2 separate regions of the Pan troglodytes genome follow, and region 1 is linked to region 2. The links are chromatin contacts, called in public HiChIP or PLAC-seq maps. All regions are on one chromosome and are shown on one strand. The core of a region is the stretch at or near the end of the contact, and the rest is flanking DNA. Distances in the headings are between cores, read along the strand shown. Region 1 holds the start of CCT6B (chaperonin containing TCP1 subunit 6B). Region 2 holds the start of RFFL (ring finger and FYVE like domain containing E3 ubiquitin protein ligase).

Region 1 (4,307 bases), core at 1,106-3,605, 130 kb before region 2:
GGGTTTCACTCTGCCACCCAGGCTGGAGTGCAGTGGCACAATCTCATTCACTGCAGCCTTGGCCTTCTGGGCTCAAGTGATCCTCTCACCTCAGCCTCCAGAGTAGCTGGGACTATAGGCGTATGTCACCACACTGAGCAAATTTTTTTTTTTTTTTTGTAGAGACGGTTTTCACCATGTTGCCCAGCCTGGTCTTGAACTCCTGGGCTCAAGCAATTTGGCCACCTCAGCCTCCCAAAGTGTTGGGATTGCAGGAGTGAGCTACCACACCCGGCCAAAAAAATTTTTTTATTGAGGTCTAATTCAACAGTCTTCAGCATATCTCAAGACTGCAGTATTTAGCTCACAGCCTTGGCTTAAAGATACACAAGTTCTACTATGCTTCTAATTAAGGCTTATTAAGGTTTATTAAAGTCAGCAGCATCAGCTCACCATCTCATCGAGCAGCACATTGCCATCTTTGGTGAGTTTGATGTCACCTGCACCAGAAACAAGCCTGTTCAGAGAAGAATGATATTAACTTCATGTGGTAGGAAGACACTCCCAGTGCTTGCCACTCCATTATCCTTAATAGAGGGAACTGGGCTCGGAAAACTTCCACTGTACCATGGGAATATGCCATGGTAATTACCACCATTTGCAGCTCACAGAATCATTTCTCCCCAGATGGACAGCTTATGGAGATTTCATTCCAAATGGACCATTTACAGGTTTAAAGATAAAAGCACTTGATGAGTTATGAACAGTGGTTTGGTCAAAGAATACTTGGAAGTCTACAAAGCACAAATTCGCAAATTTCCTGCAGGTTTTAATTTTGGTGAATGTTTTCATTCATTCAGTCACTCAACTTAGTTTCCCTCATCCCTGCATTTATTAGATCACCAAGTTCTATCAATTCTACTACCTAAATATCTCTTGAATCTGCCCCCTTCTCTCCATCTCCACTGTTATCAGCTCTACTTTGGATGGCATCCGGATATCTCCAAACTTAAATATACCCTCCACACATTTTTCTTTCTAAAAGGCAACGTGATTCAGTCAGTTCCCTGATCAAAAGTCCTCCAATGATTTTTATGTTTTCTATCATTTTCAAGTTAAAATCCAAACACAGCAATGACATACTTGACCTTTCCCAATATCTTCCCTGCCTCATCTACTTTTCCACAAGCAAATCTTCTGGTTCCCTTAATATACCATGTTTTGTTTTGTTTCTGTTGGATTTGCACCATTGGTCTTTCTTATTCCTGAAATTACTTTGCCCAGGCCTTTACTCCCTCTTCCAACTAGTGAAGTCTTATTCTTCTTTCAAGACTGATCAAACATGTTACTTAAGATGCTTTTCCTTCTGCCATCAGTCCCTTTCCTCAGCATAATCATATGCATCTATATATAATTAGCACATCCTACTCTACCACATCCGTCTCTACCACATCTCCTTAAGAACAGAAACCGTTATCTTGATCATTTCTGTGTCCCAGCAACTGGTACCTAAGTGACTTATTTTACCATTAATATTATTTTGTTCATTACTATGAGGATGTGTCTCTCCTCTTATACCCTTTTGCCCTCACTGGTCTCTTTTCCTCACTCTTGTCTATAGAAAAGGGTGCTTAATATATACTGAAAAGATGAATAGATATGAACAACCATAGACACGGGGTATTCAAGTAGAACTTGGATTTGACCCCATGCCTTCCTGGCTCCAAAGCCTGTGTCCTCTCCACTACATTGCCATACAAAAAACAAAACTACTTGTTGAATTTATGGACCAAGGGTATACAGTCTTAAAGAGCAGAGGAGTTAAATGCTTTGTTTCCAATGAGACACTAAATTAACTGACTTTCTAACTGCATATGAACCTTGACGACAAGTCGGGGGTGGGGGAAGCGCCACAGCTTCACTCCTGGGGCCCTCTACTAGGGGAGGCTTTCCTCCTCCACCTGCACCAGGCGAGAAATACCCTCAGAGCAGGGATGAGAATGAGGGAAATCAAGCTCGCAAGAACATCCACAGCGCTACGCGGACGCCTGCCTCAGAGGGCGACAGGACACCAACGGGCCCCTAGCCGCGTAATGGCCGCTCCAACCGCTGTCTCACATTTTCATGGTGCCTTTAGGACCCAAGTTGGACCGCAGCACATCCTGCAGCCCTCGGGCGGCGCATATATTGACAGCCAAAGCTGCCTGGGCCCGCGCCACCTCAGCCTTGGAGTTGACGGCCTTTATCGCAGCCATAGCCTAACCGTTCAGAGGGAGAAAAAAAAAAAAAAAAGCCTTAGTCGCGATTCTGAGCAAAAACGGCAATGCGACGCCACGCTCTCTTGAGCCTCGGCCAATCATCGCCCTTACCGGAAGTGACGTTATCATGCCTCGCCCGACGGAAACCAGAATCGTTTTGGGTCTGGTCGCCAAGATGGCGTCCTCCGCCTCCGCCCGGACTCCGGCAGGGAAGCGAGTGGTAAATCAGGAAGAATTGCGGCGGTTAATGAAGGAGAAGCAGCGTCTGAGCACCAGTCGGAAACGGATAGAATCTCCATTCGCGAAGTACAACCGTTTGGGGCAGCTGAGTTGTGCCCTGTGTAACACTCCGGTTAAGAGCGAGCTCCTGTGGCAGACTCACGTCCTGGGAAAGCAGCACCGAGAGAAAGTGGCCGAGCTGAAAGGCGCGAAGGAAGCCAGCCAGGGTTCGCCCGCCAGTTCAGCGCCTCAGTCCGTCAAGAGGAAAGCGCCGGACGCAGACGACCAAGATGTCAAGAGAGCGAAGGCCACCTTGGTGCCTCAGGTACAGCCCTCCACATCTGCGTGGACCACCAACTTGGACAAAATAGGAAAGGAGTTCATTAGAGCGACTCCCAGTAAGCCTTCAGGACTCAGTTTACTCCCCGATTATGAAGATGAGGAGGAGGAGGAAGAGGAGGAGGAAGGAGATGGAGAAAGAAAAAGGGGGGACGCCAGCAAGCCGCTCTCCGACGCACAGGGCAAGGAGCACTCAGTTTCCTCTTCACGGGAGGTAACAAGTAGTGTGCTGCCAAACGATTTCTTTAGTACTAATCCTCCCAAGGCCCCCATAATTCCTCATTCAGGGTCAATTGAGAAAGCAGAAATACATGAAAAAGTGGTGGAAAGGAGAGAAAACACCGCGGAAGCGTTACCGGAAGGTTTTTTTGACGACCCTGAGGTAGATGCAAGAGTACGAAAGGTTGATGCTCCAAAAGATCAGATGGACAAAGAGTGGGACGAATTCCAAAAAGCCATGAGGCAGGTCAACACTATTTCCGAAGCCATAGTTGCCGAAGAGGATGAGGAGGGACGGTTGGACCGCCAAATTGGGGAGATCGATGAGCAGATAGAGTGTTACCGACGGGTGGAAAAGCTACGGAATCGCCAGGATGAAATAAAAAATAAACTTAAAGAAATCCTGACCATAAAAGAACTGCAGAAAAAGGAAGAAGAGAATGCTGACAGCGATGATGAGGGGGAACTACAGGATTTGTTGTCTCAGGATTGGAGGGTGAAAGGGGCATTGTTATAGGGTTTTAAAGACCCAAGGTTTCTAACAGCCTCTGCTATTGTATAAAAAGTGCTGTCTCTCAGTAGTATAGCGGTTACTTCATGCCTCAAGATTTGCGTACCTGGATTGCTAAACTGGATTGTTGAGATAAAATGAGCCAGTGAGCTACAGCACTTTGGAAAATTTGTGTAACATGTTTTTGAGGTAAAGTTGTTTTTGAAATTTCTGAAGTGTTATATACCAAAATGCCAACTTTTCCACGACAGACTTAACTGTATAATTTCGTTGTAAAATCTGTAAGTTGTAAATATTGTACATAGTTAAATCTGTATTCTGTTTTGAATTTTTTTAATTAATAGAAAGACCAACCAGCAAACTTTCAGATGAATGCTTACTGTGGTATTTGGAATGTATGTATCTTCTGAACCCTACATCAAGTTGAAAAGGTTTGTTTTCTTGTTTCTTTGGTTTTTGTATGGTTTTTTAGAACACTTCATAAACACATAAGTCATTGTAGGTTAATCAGTTCTCTTAGTATGCTTTATTTTAAAAACATAAGAAAACTATATGCCAAACATGATCAGCCTCCCTAAACCAAAGTTTCTCTTGACCAGACCAATGATGGTCAGATGTGGTTGCACATGAGAGTCACCTATGAAGCATTAAAATAATTAAAGTGTCTGAGGCCTTCCCCTTCAATAAATCTGGGATTGGGCCCAGGCAACTGTGTTTTTTAAGCACCCAGGTTATTCTAATATATGCCAGGGTTAGAGAGTAACTGCCCTAAATCCAGAACC
Region 2 (4,510 bases), core at 1,971-4,470:
GTTATGAGATTCTAAGGTATAGAGGTTAAATCTTTCCTCCAAAAACATAAACACTATGACTAGTACAAGTTTGGTATAAAAGCCTCTATCATTAAAACCATGGCAGTATTAAAGGTTCTATGACAAGAATAAAAAATCAAGGTGGAATTAGTCCCCCTAACAACTTCTTAGGTTTACAGAGGTGTTCTCAGAAAGTCTTAGGCATGACGCTCATAGAGATGGGTGTGACTGTATTTAAATAACAATGCACATGTAATTAGAAAAGAAATTGTGCCCTTTTTTGTTATTGTTGCTGTTTGTTTTGTCTTCTTAAATGCTGGTCACTAAAAACGCCTTTTCCACAACCCTTAAGAGGTGTTCCGGCCTGGCGCGGTGGCTCACATCTGTAATCTCAGAACTTGGGGAAGCCAAGGCAGGAGGATTGCTTGAGCCCAGTTCATGACGAACAACATGGCAAAACCTCGTCTCTACAGAAAATACAAAAACTAGCTGGGTGTAGTTGCACATGCCTGAGGTCCCAGCTACTCAGGAGGCTGAGAAGGGAGAGTCACCTAAGCCTAGGAGGTCAAGGCTGCAGTGAGCCATGATTACGCCACTGCACACCAGTCTGAGTGACAGAGTGAGACTCTGTCTCCAAAAAAAAAAAAAGGTGTTCCTATTAGACGGTACCAAGCAGAGTTATGTCAACTGGCTTGGTCATGAGAGAAGGTTTGAAAGAAATTGATTTTTAAGGTTTCTGAGAAGAGCTTTCTTTTTTTGTGCATGTTATTTTGGAGGCTGGTTAAACTGGTCGATTTAAATATTTACAACCCTTGATCCCGATGTAAACAAGATATCACAACTGTCTACCTGATCAATATGAAAGTTTTTAACAGGCTGGTCTTTGTAATTAGACGGGCATTAAAATGAGTGCGTCCTAGATTACATGAACATGAACATTTTCTTCAATCACAATCAAGATATTAGCCCTGCCACATCAATCTGCAATTGTTATGAAAATATACCCAAATATTTTCAAACTTAAGAATACCTCTAAATAAACTGTAACTTCTGAATTGTACTCTAAAATTCAGAATTAGGAAATATACAATAAAAGTTCGGAAACCTTTGCCATCATCTACTTCCTTGAATGTGAAAGAGAATGTAATCAGAGAAAAGGATAAAGAAGTTGTCAAACCTGAAATCCCCTGAACAGAAAGGAGCTGCCACGGCTAGGCTGCAGCCCTAGAACTCTGTACACAAATTCAGCCCAGTACCTTGTCCCCTGCCTACTCCCATTCCTAGAAGAATGGTATAATAAACGGGCAGCCCGGCCCACATTTCAGTAAATTGAACTGTCACGGGGAGAATAAGGCACCCCAAACAGTTGCAGCGACAGTGGTTAACAGGAAGTCTCTCTGTCCTCCAAACCAATAATCAAAGGGATACATAAGGAACTCACTGCTTTCTTAGAAGGCCACATGCACCCCGGGATGTTTGTTCATCACGTCACTCTGGCCTTTAACCAGGGAGCAAAGTGACAGTTGTGGGTAAAACCCTATTTCCAAGCTAACAATTATCCTTCCTTATGGTAGACTGGGGGGTGCACGGTACACTCTTGATTACACAAGCAGTCTTCTTCCCCCCTAGAACAAATGACAGACCAACAAAAAGGAGAAAATGATATGCTGTTGTTTATCTCTTCTGCCAGCCTGAACTCAAGCTCTGAGCAGACGTGCCAGCGGAGGCTCTGGCTCCCCTGGTTCGCCAGACTTCCCCATGTCTGGTCAACTGTCTCCTGGGCAGCCGGCTGAAGAGAGGCCCCATTTCCCTCTCGGTCTTGACCGCTGCCGCACAGTGGCGACCTCACACACATCGCGAACAGAGGACAACTCCCAAGCGAGGGAACAGTGGACCCTGCGGGGAGAACCGCATTCCCAAACTTCTCCATCAAACCTCCAAACTCCAAACCTCCCTCCTCCAGCCGCCTCCTCTAAGACGGAGACAGGGACGGGCTGGTTCCTTTAAAGGGGTAAGCAGGCCGCCGCGGACCTGCCTCAGTTTCCTCTGACGTACAAAGAGGTATCTTTTCCCCACAAGCCAACTAGACCTGCCGGTCTGCAGGGCGCTTGGGGATAATCGAGGACGCACGTCTCCTGTTACTGCCCCCACAGGTGAAACGCTTTCTTTGAGGGGACTTTTCAAAGGACAGGTGTGGGCTGCCCTGAAGGCGGGGACTTCCAGCCAGCCAAGGGCTTCCCCCCACCCCTGTAGGGCAGGGAGAGTCCCAGGCCGCGCCCCACACAGAGGAAGGGCCCCCAGACCACAGCCTGACGGCACCCGACCGTCCCCCTTCCCGTCCTTCCCCAGGCCGGGCGCCCAGCGGCCCCCAGCGCCGCCGCCGCCGCCGCCTCCTCACCTGCTGCGGCCGCCCTCCCGGCCGGCACCTAGGAGAGGAGGCGAGGGGAGGGGCCGGATCCCGGCCGCGGACGCCTCAGGCAGGGAGGCTGCGGACTCCGCCGCGGCGGCGTCTCTGGGGCTGAGGGGCACCCGGGGGCGGTCGCGACATCCTCACGGGCGGCCCCAGGAAGTCGGCCCCCCCTCCCACCCATCCCCAGCCGGCCCGGCCCGGCCGCTCCCGCCCTCCGCGCGGCCCCGCCCCTGACTCGGCCCCGCCCCCTCTCGGGATCGCGCCTCCGCTCCCGCCGCGCCCGAGCCACCATAGAGAAGAGCGAGGCGCCCGGCGGCCTCGAGCGCGGCCTCCGCTCGCGCCCCCTGGCGGAGCTGAGGCTCCCGGCGGCGGGGCCGGGCTGGCCTGAGCCGTGGGGCCGTAAGAGGCGTCGTTTCCCCAAAGTCATGGGGTCGGCCGCTGCTGGTTACCTTGGTCACACAACTCTGCGGGAGGCGCCCAAGGGTCCAGGTCCAAGTTTCAGCTGGGTCAAGACCCGGCTTGGTGACCTTGAGCGAGTCCCTCAACACCTCTGAACTCATGTCATAAAACTTTGAAAGGTGCCTGACTTTCATGTCTCATTGACTCCTCAGTGCGATGAGCAGGCGATGGTTTCCCCCGCTTCATGATTGCAGAAACCCAGGCCCACTAGGGGTTACGAGCTTATTCAGCGTCCCACAACTGGGAGGTATTAGAAGCCGGGTCTGTGGGACCTAAAAACCCATGCTTGTCCCACTCACTCTAGCACTGCCCAGTCTAAACCGCTAGGACTAGCTACTTCCCCTCAGGAAAGTCAGGAAGCTGCTGAGGAAGGCTGTGGTAGAATGAGAATGACTCAGCGAGGATCCATCCTTGCCTTTCACCCATGCACCTTTCAGCAAGGTACCTAACCTTTACGAACTCTGGTTTTCTCATCCCAGAAACGCAGGTTGGCGTGAGGATTTAGTGAGCGCATGCATGTAGCTGTGGTTAGTAAACCGCCAAGCAGCAGGGCGGCCCAGGGGATGGTTAGCCAGCGTGGGCTACCATGCCTAGTCATGAACGTAATATTAAGTTCTAATCCTTCTTTTAAATGGTGTCTAGTGACACAATTTTCTTAGGCTTTAGGTTCTATTGAGAACTCCTAGTTTTTCTGAACAATTTGTATTTTCAAACAAGGAATATCGTAAGGAAAATAAGATCATGAGCCAGGCGTGGTGGCTCATGCCTGTAATCCCAGCACTTTGGGAGGCTGAGGTGGGTGGATCACCTGACGTCAGGAGTTCGAGACCAGCCTGGTCAACATGGTGAAACCCCATGTCTACTAAAAATACAAAAAATTAGCCAGGAATGGTGGCGGGTGCCGGTAATCCCAGCTACTCGGAAGGCAGAGGTTGCAGTGAGCCAAGGTCGCGCCATTGCACTCCAGCCTGGGCAACAAGGGCGAGACGACGCCTCAGAAATAATAATAATAAGATCACGTATACATATCAGACTCTGTCACTTTACAAGTATTATTTTCAATCCTCACAACCCAGCAAACTGAGTACTATTATTCCCATGTTATCAATGAGGATCTACATATTAAGTAATTTACCCAAAACCACATGGTTAGAAAAAGGTGGAGCTGGAATGTATTGCTTTTTTTTTCTTTCAACCAGCAGTGTCTTGAATACACGGAGCTGCAATTTATTTATTTTTTTGAGACAGAGTCTCACTGTCACCCAGGCTGGAATGCAGTGGCGTGATCTCCGCTCACTGCAACCTCCGCCTCCCAGGTTCAAAGGATCTTCCCACCCTATAGCTGGGTCTACAGTCACCCGCTACCACGCTTGGTTAATTTGTTTATTTGTTTGCCTGTTTTTGGTGGAGACAGAGTTTCACCATGTTGGCCAGGCTGGTCTCAAACTCCTAACCTCAAGCGATCTGCCGCCTCTGCCTCCCAAAGTGCTGGGATTACCGGGACAAGCCACTGTGCCCCAAAAAGCTGGAATTTAAAACTGATTTTTTCAATCACCTGGAATGCACGGAAAGACTGACCTGCTAAAGGCCTCCCACATCCAAATTAAATGTACCCTTCATTTTCCTTCCTGGCTATTTTTG

The links. HiChIP or PLAC-seq counts read pairs in DNA pulled down with a chosen protein or histone mark.
Region 1: a contact with region 2 is called in an H3K4me3 HiChIP or PLAC-seq map of stem cell-derived excitatory neurons, with 2.8 times the contacts expected there. The contact joins the promoter of CCT6B here to the promoter of RFFL in region 2. A contact is called at or near these places in 1 of 7 Hi-C or Micro-C datasets (stem cell-derived neural progenitor cells) and 1 of 1 datasets of contacts at active chromatin or transcription factors (stem cell-derived excitatory neurons).

The regions. Positions count from the first base shown.
Region 1 is chr19:32,643,134-32,647,440 of NHGRI_mPanTro3-v2.0_pri, reverse strand. CCT6B (chaperonin containing TCP1 subunit 6B) reads right to left here and starts at 2,355. Exons shown (of 14, transcript NM_001246643.1): 1 at 2,098-2,355; 2 at 433-496. The coding sequence starts at 2,234. ZNF830 (zinc finger protein 830) reads left to right here and starts at 2,393. Exons shown (of 3, transcript XM_016931999.4): 1 at 2,393-3,714; 2 at 3,870-3,956. The coding sequence starts at 2,413. The coding sequence ends at 3,531.
Region 2 is chr19:32,514,310-32,518,819 of NHGRI_mPanTro3-v2.0_pri, reverse strand. It overlaps RFFL (ring finger and FYVE like domain containing E3 ubiquitin protein ligase), which reads right to left and starts at 3,220. Exons shown (of 7, transcript XM_063798709.1): 1 at 2,860-3,220.